Regions from separate parts of the Rattus norvegicus genome. Here regions 2 and 3 are each linked to region 1. The links are chromatin contacts, called in public Hi-C maps. All regions are on one chromosome and are shown on one strand. The core of a region is the stretch at or near the end of the contact, and the rest is flanking DNA. Distances in the headings are between cores, read along the strand shown.

Region 1 (4,294 bases), core at 497-2,996:
GTTGCTCGTACTGCCCTATGTACATATTCACAAGAATAAAAAAATTCCAGCTAGTTCACATTTTCTCCTCCGTTCTGAGGCATCCACTCCACCATGCTGGCCTTGACCGTAGGCAATGCAGCACCTCCACTGCCTGTGTGGCTGTTGGTCCTTGAACTTGAGGGAGTAGCCCTGGCAGATCCAGCAGTTTCTAGAGATATGCATCTACCGAGGGGGGGCTGGAGTCCTGAGTTAAGAAGAAACTCCAGCTCTGGAGTCGGACACAGCAATCAATATTCTATTGTCAAGGCTTTTTCCCTTAGATTTGTCTAAGATAGGTATCATAGAGAAAAAATAAAATACAAACAAATAACAACACAAAGCTAAGAAATTCCAACAACCACCAGGGAGAGCCAAAGGCTTAGCAGCTCTTGACACGGGCCTGGGTGATATCAGATGTCTTCTTGATGACACTGGCCCGGGCCTCCCGGTCCGGCCGACTGCTGCTGGGCGTGGGGGTCACTGGGGCAGGAAGGGAGATGTCTGTAAACGGCGGCCAGGAGCTGTTGTAAGGCATTGGACAGCTCTCCTCTTTGATGGTGACCTGCAGATCTGGTTTGCTGGAAGTGACAAAGGTCGCCATGCTAGGCAGCAGACAGTTGTTACGTGTCCCCATGTTGCTGAGGTACTGCTTGCCTTCGATGTTCCTCTTCCGCCAGTGTGGTCTCCCCTTTCAGAGAAAACAATCGAGATACATGCATCCTTTCCCTTCCACTGAATATCACATGTCCAATCGAATGTCTTACTTTTCAAACGAAGTCCCCATGCGCTATGCCCCAGAAATCTGGCTGACTATTCTACAGAGACACGGAACATGGTGGCAGCTTGGCTGTCTTCTGGCTCCTGTGCCCAGGCTGTCCAGCCATAATGGAGGGCCCAACCTAAGCAGACAGCAAATGCCCTGTGATTGCTTTTTAAATGATTGTAGTGGAGACATGGGCTTGGTTTTTTTGTTTGTTTGTTTGTTTGTTTGGTTTTGTTTTGTTTTTTTGAGCCACAATTGGCCTTGCTAGTTGCCAAGTAGAGAAGGAATTAAGGTCCTTGAAGAAATCAGATCATCAAATATGCCAGCACAGTTGCCCACGCTCGTCTCAGAATTCCCAAACTTGGAATATTAGGAATTCTAACAAACATCGGCTTCTGGTCCAACCCCCTTTCTCTCCCCATTAGAGCCACTTCCTGCCGCTGTGAGAGCCTGGCCTACAGAGGGAAGCCGGAAGCAGGTTGGTGGGGAGCAGAGACTGGGCACACACCCTCTGTGTGGGACCACTGAGGAGGGGCTGAGCTGTGTGGAGATCATTTTGCTCAGCTCTTTCTGATGCTTACTTCTGTTCACTGCTCTGGGCTGGGCAGGCCACTTTACTCCTGTTGGCAAGTCAGGATGTTTACAGCCGTAAGAATATCAACATTTCCTGGCCCTGACTTCAATTTCCTCTTCCTGCCGTGTTATATCCATCTCTCTCTGAGGGTCACATTGTACTTCCCTTCCTCAGCACTACATGTTAGGATCAGAATAAAAAGCTAAGGTAAATTGTAGGATTTGGACCTTTCTGTCTTGTCTCCACGTCTCCCATTCTTTCTGTCTCTGCCCCTCCCCCCACCACACACACCCAAAACTAAAACCCACGCTTTAAAGCAAGAGACAACCGAAAGCATGCTTACCTCTGCGTTCTCCTCATCGCTGGGCACACTGTCGGTAGTTTCGCTTTCTGTATAGAAAACACACAGAGAGGCTTGTTGCTCAAGCTATTTTGAGGCCACAGGAAGCATCTTAAAAACCTATGCCAGCACTTCAGAAATAAGAAACTGCACATACCCTCTCCCTCCTCTTTGTAAGGTCAAACACATCCAAATGGGACAGGCTGGAGAGGATTTCAATTCTCAGCTTGGTCCCCTAAGACTAGCGGGATTTGGGGTAGAGTGGGGGAGGCTCACTTTCCAAAACTAAGCTGCCACAGGGTGGATGCTGTTCCCAAGGCAACCCCTCCCGACTGAAGCTCCATCCACAACACCATACCATCCTTCCTTCTAGTCCATGTCTCTTGTCACAGGAGGTCCAGACCCGGTGAAATTTCCAAGAAGCTTTCTGAATCTCTCTTTGTTCCCGCCTATTGTTAGCATCTTCCCCTTAGATTTATAGAGATCCAGTTTCCACTGGAGTTATAGCAGGTGGCCATGTTGCAGATGCCCCAAGATCTTCACTGAGTGTTTACTGTCTTTGGGACCTGTCCTCCTCAGTACCGTTAGGAGCTATGACTTGCTTTTAGCCAACGGAACACATCAACGATGTAACTATTCTCTGAGCATGCTCACATCGTCGTGGAAGACTCAGCCTGTCTTTTATGGGCACTCTCTTGCTTGCCCGCAGTGTTAGGAAGGCCCGCACAGCAAATTTAAGTAAGGGCTGCTTCCAGGTAAAAGCTGGCAAGAAACTGGGAATCTCTGCTCTTCCCCACTTGCAAGGAATTCAGTTCTGGCCAATGCCTCGGGAAGCTACTGGCTCAACAGTTGAATCTCAGATGGGTTGCAGCATTAGCCAAAGCTTGGTGACAGGTTAGCAAGGCTCTGCTGCAAAGGACCCAGCTAAGCCATACCTGGATCCCCAACCCAGAAACTGAGTTTTTACTGTGGGAATATTATGTTTATGGCCATACTGTTCCAGAGCAAGAGATAATATAAACCCGATTGGACCTGCCAGCTATGAGGCACGGAGAGCAGTTCTTAACCACAGTGAGCTACAGTTACCTGTCACCTTCAGTGAGGATTGGAGGATGAGGGACAGAGCGTTTGGGGGTTTTGAAAGGCCCACCACAGAGCTGACATACAGTGCCTGTGATGTGATTGCTTTTTAACACTGAGTTTGCGTGTTGGGCTGGATTCAACAGAGTCTAATTCAGTAACTGGCGATCGCGCATCATCTGTATGTTGTTTTATAAATTAAAAAATAAATGATACTGAACGGGTTTTTTTCCTGATGTTTAACGACATTGCAAAAATTAATGCATAGAGGGTAGAACATCTAAAATTCGCAGACTTTTGTGGGTCATTTTGCCATTTCATTTATTTTGCTGACAAGAGCTGGGCATTTGTGAAGATCTATGACTAGACTCTACTTGGAGCCTGTATATATAGGTCTTGTTCATCCTTACCAGGATCCTAAATCAGAAAACAGCTGCTCTCATCTGGCAATATGTTCTCCTTCATTCAGAGCACAGCCCAGGGACCAGGCTCTCTGCATATAGCAAATTGAAGAACAAAGGGACAAACTGGTCCCCCCCCCCCCCCAGTGCATTTCTGAGACAGGCAGCAAGCACTTCAGATCCAAACGTCTCCTCCAGGAAGGGATTTGCATCAGCCCGAGCCACGGTTCTTCAGAGACTTCAGACAGGCCTGGGAGATTGCCCAGGCTGACCAAAAATCAACTTTTGTCCCTCCACCTCACAATGTTCTGCCCAACACATCCCCATGTAGGGGTCACGAATCCCACTGCAAAGCCCAAGTTTTAGCTAACAGTGATCTGAGCTATGGAGACGCACTGACAATAGGCACCAGAAATGTTTTCAGGCAGAAGTAAACGAAGACCAGAAAAGGAAACTTCTCTCCAAACACAAAAGCCACATCAGTTCGGCCTCCAGAGGAGGCAAGAGAGTCACTTCCAAGAGGAAGGAAAAAAAAATGGGGAACGGAGATGTTGAGAACCTTGCCAAGTGGTGGACTGAGTCAGCAGAGGGTAGAAAACTGAACTGTCCTTTGGATCCCAGAGTCACAAACAGCACAGAGGCTACCTCCCTGCTGGCAAACCGCCAAGAGCTCCTTCCTATTTTCCTGCTTGGTTTTGTTTGTGCTCTGAGGCCTAAGTTTCCCTTCCTTCCACACATACCAGGCACACTCTCATCTTAAAGACTCTCCATAAATTCTAAAGTCTCCCATGCCTTTCCCCTTCAAATAAAAGCAAACACACAAAAGATAGCAGGAGATTCAAAGAAAGAAGCTGTTGACACCAGGGTTCTAGGGTCCCACAAGTCCAACCCACAGTTGTTGGAAGCTTTGGAAGTTAGATGCCAGGTTAAACTCCTCCGTAAGACTTTGAATAGACCTGGAGGGGAATAAGAATGTTAATTTCCTGTAAATACTCAGCATTCAACTAGAGGACTAAAGTTGTGGCTAAGTAAAGGTACACATATTTTGCCCTTGTGTTTTTGGCTGACACAGACGCTGACTGGAGAAAATCATTTCTAAATTAAATTCAATGGTC
Region 2 (4,294 bases), core at 1,105-3,604, 91 kb before region 1:
ATACAGGGTCCTTAGGTTCAATCCCAAGCACAGAAAAGAAAACAAACAAACAAACAAAAATCCTTCAAGAAGAACTAGCTTGTTTTTTCAAAAAATTTGTAACGAATTTTTCAAATAGACTTTGAATAATCGTTTCTCCTGTGGAAGGATCTACTGTGAGTCCCGTGCACAGCAGGGAGCATGGCCCAGCTCACCACCCTGTGAACTTTCCTGCTCACTAGAAATGTGGGTACACCATCCTGTGGAGGGTTACTTCCGGGTCTCACTCTCCTTTCAACCCTGCAGATTCCAACACTTGGTGTCAGTATTGCCCCAAAGCCAAAGCATCTTGTCAGGATTAGGCTGGAAATTAAGAAAATCCGTGAACAGATCACCCAGAAAAGCTCTGAAGTGTGTTTTCAGATTCGAAGGCAGAACAGCGAACTGGAATTGTGTGTGAGAGAGACATCGCTAAGCTGGTGGCAGGTCCCACGGGGTCCCACGGGGATGGGGAGGGCCCTGGGTGCGGTCTGGGACAGGGGTTTGGCACTCTGGGCAAACAGGTTGCCTCACAGCCACCTGCCTCTCCAGGAACGTCTTTCTAGCCCATGCTAGGACCTGCTCTTCAGGAACTTACTGTGGCCCATCCTTATTGTAGTAAGTGCTTGGTGCCAACGGGTGTGAGGACCACAGCGTGTAAACATACACAATTGAGAAAAAAATGAAGGAAAAAGGAAAGTAGGCTAGTTGACAGGTTAGGGGTTCTAGAATCACCCAGGCACCCTATGTTCTCTCCCAGCGACTGAAATGTCTGTTATTTCTTCCCATTTCCTCTTCCTCCTCCCCCTCCTCCTCTCCCACCTCCCCCAACCCTTCCCATTTTCCCTCCCCCTTCTCCTTCTCCCCCTCCCTCTCCTCCTCCTCTCTGCCATCTCTTCCACTTCCAACTCCTCTACTCCTCTGTCCCCCCTCTAAACATACTAGGCACGCAGGCGTGTTTGCGTTTGTTGCTTTATTGCCTTTTTTCTAAGCCACAACTGCTTAGTGCCTGGGATGTCCGTCATTTCTCACCTGGGTTTACACCAAGCCCAGTCAGCTTGGCGAGGTCCCCCTCTCCCTGGTATAGAAAGGGTTCATGTCACCCAAGCACCTGTGCCTATGAAGGGAGAAAACAACTGCTCTCCCCCTCCCAGCAATGGACACCTTTGTCTTTTATAAACACAGAACCATAGCGCCCCTTTCTTCCCTCCCACCCCATTCTTCTGCGCGCTCCCTCTCCATTTCCTGTTCCGTTCCCACAATGTTGAATCCATCCTGCCTATAGGAATCCCCACTCCCACCCCCCACTAAATGCACCGGCTGCTTAATTTTCTAACATTCTTCCTTGGCTTTCAAGGGTTCACTTTTTTTTTTTTTTTTTTTTTTTTGGTATAATCTTTCATGGGGTTTAATATACATGGCTGGTTTCTTGATATGGGCAAGACAAAGGTATAGACTAACCTTACCTTGCTTCCAAAGTGGTACTGGGTTTTGCCTTGCACTGTGGGAAGGGATAGGTGGCTGGGAAGAATTTGACTACCCACCCCAGAGATTCGGGTGCAGTCGTGAACTCTGCCCTCTAGTGGGGAAAGAAGTGAAAAGCCACTGTCTTGGACCTCACCAAGTCTCTGTTCAAGCGGTGGCAAGACCAGATACTTCTACACTAACGGGAACCTCCTGAAGGAGGATACACGCTGTGGATCCTTGAGTCAATTCCATTTTGGACCTGGGCTTATCATTCCCAAAGGATCCACAGGAAGACGACGTTAGGATGGGATTTTCTCCTAAAGTGCTACTGACCCTCTGCCTCGTGGGGAGATGCTTCATGACCCGCTTCTGTGATAGAATATCTGAGATAAATCAACTTAAAAAACAGGTTTATGTGACTAACACTTTCAGAGGTTTTAGTGTACATTTGTGTCAGGTCCCAACTCCCCCAAATGACAATCTGGATTCAGCTTAGGATAACTTGGACCAGGTCAACACTTAGCATTCCTTAGAAATCTTGTAAAACGGGTTTCTGTTTGCCATGAGAGCCATTACTTCCTTGTATGCCCCTCCAGTCTCCAGAGAGTGCATTGAGTTCTCTACTAACTTAAACAGGTCCCCAGAGGATCAGAGACTCATGCTGGCTCCTGAGGTGCTCCAGCTAACCCACCCTCCGTGCGCTGCAACCCGTCTCCTTATATTTGGCAGGACTCTCCCAATACCCATGCTGTTTTCTCTGAAATCCAAGAGATAGTGGTTGAATAAACTGTTTCCCTTACCCACAGAGCTGTCTAATTTTGGTGGTTTCACTTCCCCTTCCCTTACAAGTTGATGACACACATTGGTTCTATGATGACGGGGGATATGGAGTCGGAAGCAAATGGCAGAAGCTGGAGTGGGATTCACCTCATAAGAGCTGAGGAGCAAAGAGACAGAAGAAAACGTTGTCCCCCTTAAGGACATAACAGCCTGACTTGTTTTCACTAGGCCCCATCCCTTAATGATTCTATTATCTCCCAAAAGTATCAGAGGCTGACGACCAAGACTTTAGCTCACAGCTATTTGCGAATATTGAATTTCCAAGCCATGAAAACAAGTAGAATTGAGAAGTTGATATTGCTTATACTGCAGGGTTAGCTGAGAGAAAAATCATGACGAACATTACATCCACAAGCATGAGAGCCATTGCCAAAATTTAAAACCCAAACGAGGGGCCAAATGGGCAAGGCTTAAATAGCTTCTTCGTACTGAGAGGCAAGAAGGAGGAAGCTGGGGGCAAATTTAGAGGTTCTCTGAGTTTTAAGGAGAGAGCAAGCCTGGAGAACCACAAATGGCAAGAGTTCCTCAGAAAGAGTAGCCATGATTCGGAAGTTTGCTTCTGCCTCGTGAAAAGTTGATTGCTCTTTGGCTGGTGAAACTTGAGTAAGTTTCAAGGTGACTTTGCTCCTCTTGGGTGACTCTGATTTGTAGACAGATAATGGAACTTCACAGACACCTCTCATTGCTCCACCCCCAAAGTTGCCTGCATGAGGATCTATTTTTTTTTCTGGGTCCCAACACTTCTGTCCTTGAACCAGGGTCCTTTCCTGCAGTTCTTCTGAATCTCAGATATTTTGATATCTCATGGGATCATTATTTACATCAACGATACTCCAGACAGTGATATTGGACCTTTCAAAAGGTGTTCCACTCAAATACCTGGACTTTGGACCCTGACACCTGCTGGGGAGTTGAATGTGTAAACAATGTAACCGTTGTTCAGTAATCTGCCCATGTCCCTTTGCAGCTGCTGTGAACATTTTCTCTGCATTATTTAGTATGTTTTTATTAATCGTGAGATCCCCTTAATACATTTAACTAATTTCTTGATATTGAACAATTGTGGTCATTTTTTAAATTTTCATGGCACCAATTAACACATTGATAAACACTCGTATAGCACAATCTTTTTAAAAATATCCTTCCAAATTGTGTACATTATAAATTATGCCATCATCATTTTCATTGCTAATATACAGTAGGTAATACCAGCATCTCCGATAGCCATTGTCTTAGCTAAGATCTTTATTGTTGTGATGTAACACCATAACCAAAAGTAACAGGCCAAAAGGGGTTTATTTTGGCTTACAGAGCCAGATCATAGTTCATTCCTGATAGAAGTCAGGCCAGGAACCCAACAAACAGCAGGAATCTAGAGGCAAGGGCTGATGCAGAGGTCATGGGGGGTGTTGCTTACTGGCTTGCTCTCTATGGCTTGCTCAGCCTGCTTTCTTGTAGAACACACGATCTCTGCCTGGGGCTGGCACTGCTCACAGTGATCTGGACCATTCCACATCAATAACCTATCAGGAAGAGGAACCACAGGCCAATCTAGTGGGGGCATATTCTCAGTTAAACTTCCCCCTTCCAAAATAATTCTAATTTCCATCAAATTGACAGAAAACTCCGCAGCACAGCCACCCTCAGCCTAGTCTGATGCTGTCATAGATGTAAAGGTAGATTTGTGTTTCTTCTTTTAAAAGATGCACCCTGGGGTAGTTGAATAAAATATATACACTGATGGTTCTATTTGTAAGGCCAGGAGAGGTGCACATATACTAATTAGAGAAACTTCTATGAGTCAGGATATTTGGGGGGAACTTGCTGAGCTTGGATAGAGTGCTGCATGGTTTTCTGTAACTGCCGCCTGGGTCCCCATAAGGACAAACCAGTCTGTTGGGCTATTTCCCTATTTCTCAGTGTTGGGCTGCTTTCTGGTTCTGCTAACATAAACAGTACTGTGTTGGTT
Region 3 (4,294 bases), core at 649-3,148, 81 kb after region 1:
GGGGCCAGCAAGATGGCTCGGCAAGTTAAGGCACTCACTGCCAAGGCTAACGGGCCAAGTTTAATTCCTATAACCCACATTGTGAGGGAGAGAACAGTCTCTGGAAAGCCGTGCTCTGATCTCCACACTCACACCAGGGCACACTGTCTTAGTTGGTGTTCTACTGCTGTGAAGAGACACCGTGACCACAGCAACTCTTATAAAACTAATATTTAATTGAGGCTGGCTTACAGTTCAGAGGTTTAGTTCATTATCCTAAGGCAGGAAGCCTGGCACTGTTCAGGCAGACATGGTGCTGGGGGAGCTGAAAGTTCTGCGTCTTGATCCAAAGAAAGCCAGGAGGAGACTGGATTCCACATTGGGTGGAGTTTGAGCATAAGAGCCTGCCCCCACAGTGACACATTTGATCCAACAAATCCACACCTCCTAATAGCGCTACTCCCCCTGGGCCAAGCATTCAAAGATGTGAGTCTATGGGGATCATGCTTATTCAAACCACCACACATACACACACACACACACACACACACACACACACACACACAGACACACACACGCTCACACACACTCACACACACAGACATGCACACAACAAGCAAATAAGTAAGTATAAATGTTTTATTCCAAAAGTTATTCTAAAGGCAATTTATTATATATTGGGTGCTATGTCTGACGAATTAGATTGAGTTTATTGTTTGTTTCTGTATTTATTGGGACAAGGTCCATATCCATATGCAAACTGGGATCTGTGCTTCTGCTGGGATAAGCCTCACCCCTATGATAAAACTAAACATGGGTAATGGGATGGGTAAGATTTAAAGCATTTCTTAAAATTCCTGGAAAGCCTACTGGCCATATGACTTTTCTCACTCAATTCTGATTGAAAGGAAAAGGACGTCGCAGTGATGTGAGGACTGGAGACCTCAAAAGCACTTGTGTTGTGTGGCAGGCCTGAGCACACACCACTAAGGACGGAACAAAAACAGTAACACTGAAGAGAGTGGAGGGGAAGGGTCCCCAAGACTCCTTCTGAACAGGCCCAACACTTAATTATGCCTAAATTGAACTGCATATATGTATATAAAAAAGTTTAAAACTTTCTTCAAAAACATGCTTTCCACATTCCTCAGGTGACCGTGGGCCAGGGGATGGTCATGACAGCAGTGACCAGAGACTGCATATCTGCCATTCAACTCAGCATGGTTTCTCACTGATGTCACCCTGTGAGGTCCCTACCATTGCCACCTTGATTCACAGAAGATTCTGACTGTGCCTCAGTCTGTGTCACACCAGATGCTCAAACACCTGAGTTCCATTAGCATAGTTGCTGGGTAACCAAAACTGATCTTCAGCCTTCAGAGGTAGCATTGCTAACAGGAAATCCCCAGGGGACAAACTTTCACTACTTGTGCCCTTTGGGCCCTCAAACATAAAGGTTGGGTTAGGGAGCTCTCTGGCAATGCTCTCCCTGGGTCTGGTACCTGAACTCTATCATCTTCCCGAGCCCATGTGTCACACAGAAGGAATGCCACATTGTTCATTGGGTGCAACACATTCGCTTTGTTTAGCTTGAAGGAAGGACAATGAAAACTGCAATCACCCACAAACACAGATAGAACGAGAAGATAGGCGAGCTGTCTGGGACTTTTTCTAAAAGAGGAAGTCTTGTAACCTCACATAACCCCAGGGTTGTGCAGATAAAAACAAACTTTTGTTTTCCAATCCATAACAACGAATCCAGCAGCAAAGGGAGCTTGGCTTTAAAGCCTGAATCCCACCGTGCCCTCTGCAGTGTCCATCTAGAAAACAGGGTGAGCCAGGAGGTGAGCCAAGAGGGACCCAACACTCATCCTGTCCATTTGAGCTTCCAGGGTGAAGCAGGCAAGACCTGGAAGGAAGCCATAGCACTGTCCCCTGCCTTTTGTGTCCTGGTGGCTGGCAGAAAAGAGGGAGTTTTGAAACACTGACCAGGGACTTGCTCTTCAAAGTGATTTTCCACTCTTTCCAAAAGATCGCTTTCCAAGTTATAATTTCCCTACAACCAGAGGTTTGCTGAATTTTTTCGTTTTGGTTTTGGTTTTGGTTTGCTTTGTTTTGTTTGCAATGTATTTTTCCGTGTGTGTGTGTGTGTGTGTGTGTGTGTGTGTGTGTGTGTGTGTGTGTTTGTTTGTACGCACACACATGCATGTGCACACATTGGAAAACACACAAGAGGATACCTGGGCTTGCTGGCTACTTAGTCTAGCCTAATGAAGGAGCCAGCCAATGAGAGACCCTGTCTCAAAATCCAAATTCTTTCCCAGTCAGGGAAGCCTCTTTTCTGGGGTAAGGGTTCCGAGATTAAGGACACCTCTGAACTTAGATTTGGTTCTTAGAACCCATGTGGCAAGTCACAACTGTCTATAACTCTAATTCTAGGTTATCCGGTGCCACCTCTGATCTCCATGGGCACTGTGCACACATGGTTCCCATGCATGCACACAGTCAAACACTTATATACGTACAATAAAAATAAACAAATCCTTAAAATTATGTTGTAGGGCACCTGAACAATGATACTAAGATTGTCCTCTGGTCTAAACACACACACACACACACACACACACACACACACACACACACACACACACGGGGGGATATTAAAATACTTTACATCTCACATGTATTATGGATTATAAAAATAGGTACAAATTTTCCAGATGGAAACTCGGCAATAAGCAAAAAAAGTTTTAAATGGTCCTATGAAGCTCAGTGATGTCATTTCCAAGGATGTTTCTCAAGTAATTTAGTCGTGAGAGAAACCTGTTTTCTTTTTTAAAAAAAAAATCTATCATTGAATTTGTTGCAGATACAAATGTAAATAATTTTGCAGACCTAAAGAGGTTTTTAAAAACAAACAAACAAAGCTGTGTGGCATTGGACAAAATAAATTATTGTCCAGATACAACTAAATTATAACTTTTTTATTTTATTCCATCAGTTTTTAAAATAATTGTTTTCTAGAACGATTCTATACCTGGCTTTGGGGAACGTTAAAGCCATGCTGGGGGAAGCACGTGTGCTTGGCCCCCAGACCCAGCACTGGATGACATCAGTTTGGGCAAAGCAAGAACCACGGCCAGACTTCCAAGCATATGGGTTCATGCTCTGCTGCCTTCTCACATAGTTTCTCCACATGAAAAATGAGGAGAAAGAGACCCTAATTTTCCCAGAATCAGCATCTCCTCCGAACATTCAGAGTTTACAGAACAGGAGACAGAAAACGAGGTCTGAAACACAGTTTCTTGTTGAAAGGAGTTGAAAGGCGGGCACTCGAGACCTCTCTTTCCCTTCTGAGATGAAGGTGTTTTGGCATCCACAAGCCCAGATAGGACTGCTTTGACTTCATGCACACCCGAAAAATAGCAAGATGCTCTTCAGCTCTCAGGGAGGCTGCACCCCAATGAGTCCAGAGAGCTGAAAATGCTCTGTTGTCACACCTAAGGTTTGCACCACAGTTCAGCCACAGAGCGTATTGCTAACCTGTGCGCCACAGTTCAGCAAGCTGCAGAATGCTGACAGACCTTCGTGTGGTCCCGTAGCCAGCTAAATAGGAGCTGTGGTTCGCTGCACTGCCTACGATCATGAGGAAATAGACTGATGAGTATCACTATTAGGTCAACAAATCATAAACCCAAACCATCATAAATCGTGGGCAGGCTATATACGGGGAAAATAAATTAAGACGGGGCAGGATGGCGCTGGACAGATGGTTCAGAAGTCAAAAGCAGTAACTGCTCTTCCAGAGGTTCCAGGTTCCGTTCCCAACACCCAGATCACAGCTCAGAGCCATCTGTAACTCTCCAGTCCCAGGAGAGCCAACACATTCTTCTAGCCGTCTTTCCTAGGCATGCAGGTTGTACAAAGACACACGTGCATACAAAACACCTGTATTATACATACATATTATACGTATTATACATAGAAATAAGGAAGGAAGGGCGGCCATGAACTCAGGTTGAGAAAGGCAGCATGGCAGTATATAGGCAGAATCAAAATGATCTGAGCTGTTCCGGACCCACGTCCTTCTTTACGTTAACAGATCTACAAAGAGGTCTGTTTAGGGCTCCAGCTATACCTCAGTGTAGAGCCATTGCCTAGCGTCCATGAGGCCTTGGGTTCAGTTCCTGGTATCACAAAGAAGAAGAAAACAAGAATAGCAGAAGGTAGAGAGGTAGCTCAGCAGTTACGGGCACTGTCTGCTCTTGCAAAGGGCCCAGGTTCAATTCCCAGAACCCACCTGGCTGCTTACAGC

What was found. A called contact is a pair of places that touch in the nucleus more often than the background predicts.
Region 2: a contact with region 1 is called in a Hi-C map of liver, with 2.8 times the contacts expected there. The contact joins two enhancer-like sites. A contact is called at or near these places in 6 of 12 Hi-C or Micro-C datasets (frontal cortex, hepatocytes, kidney and 2 more).
Region 3: a Hi-C map of mammary epithelial cells shows a contact between it and region 1, with 2.0 times the contacts expected there. The contact joins two enhancer-like sites. A contact is called at or near these places in 2 of 12 Hi-C or Micro-C datasets (kidney and mammary epithelial cells).

Annotation. Positions count from the first base shown.
Region 1 is chr16:52,172,750-52,177,043 of GRCr8, forward strand. Irf2 (interferon regulatory factor 2) reads right to left here. Exons shown (of 9, transcript NM_001047086.1): 8 at 1,702-1,748; 9 at 198-709. The coding sequence ends at 401. Among named protein-coding and RNA genes, the nearest start is that of Irf2, 110 kb to the right of the region's middle. Within about 2 kb of position 1,747, at least 28 of the 93 cell types and tissues checked have an H3K27ac peak or open chromatin away from gene starts, as enhancers often do. A contact at or near this core is called in liver, where this site is marked.
Region 2 is chr16:52,081,132-52,085,425 of GRCr8, forward strand. No RefSeq gene overlaps it. Among named protein-coding and RNA genes, the nearest start is that of Ptmal4, 55 kb to the left of the region's middle. Within about 2 kb of position 2,355, at least 11 of the 93 cell types and tissues checked have an H3K27ac peak or open chromatin away from gene starts, as enhancers often do. A contact at or near this core is called in liver, where this site is marked.
Region 3 is chr16:52,253,858-52,258,151 of GRCr8, forward strand. All of the region lies in intron 1 of Irf2 (interferon regulatory factor 2), which reads right to left. LOC134482504 (a long non-coding RNA gene) reads left to right here. Exons shown (of 2, transcript XR_010058722.1): 2 at 1-4,294. Among named protein-coding and RNA genes, the nearest start is that of Irf2, 27 kb to the right of the region's middle. Within about 2 kb of position 1,899, at least 28 of the 93 cell types and tissues checked have an H3K27ac peak or open chromatin away from gene starts, as enhancers often do.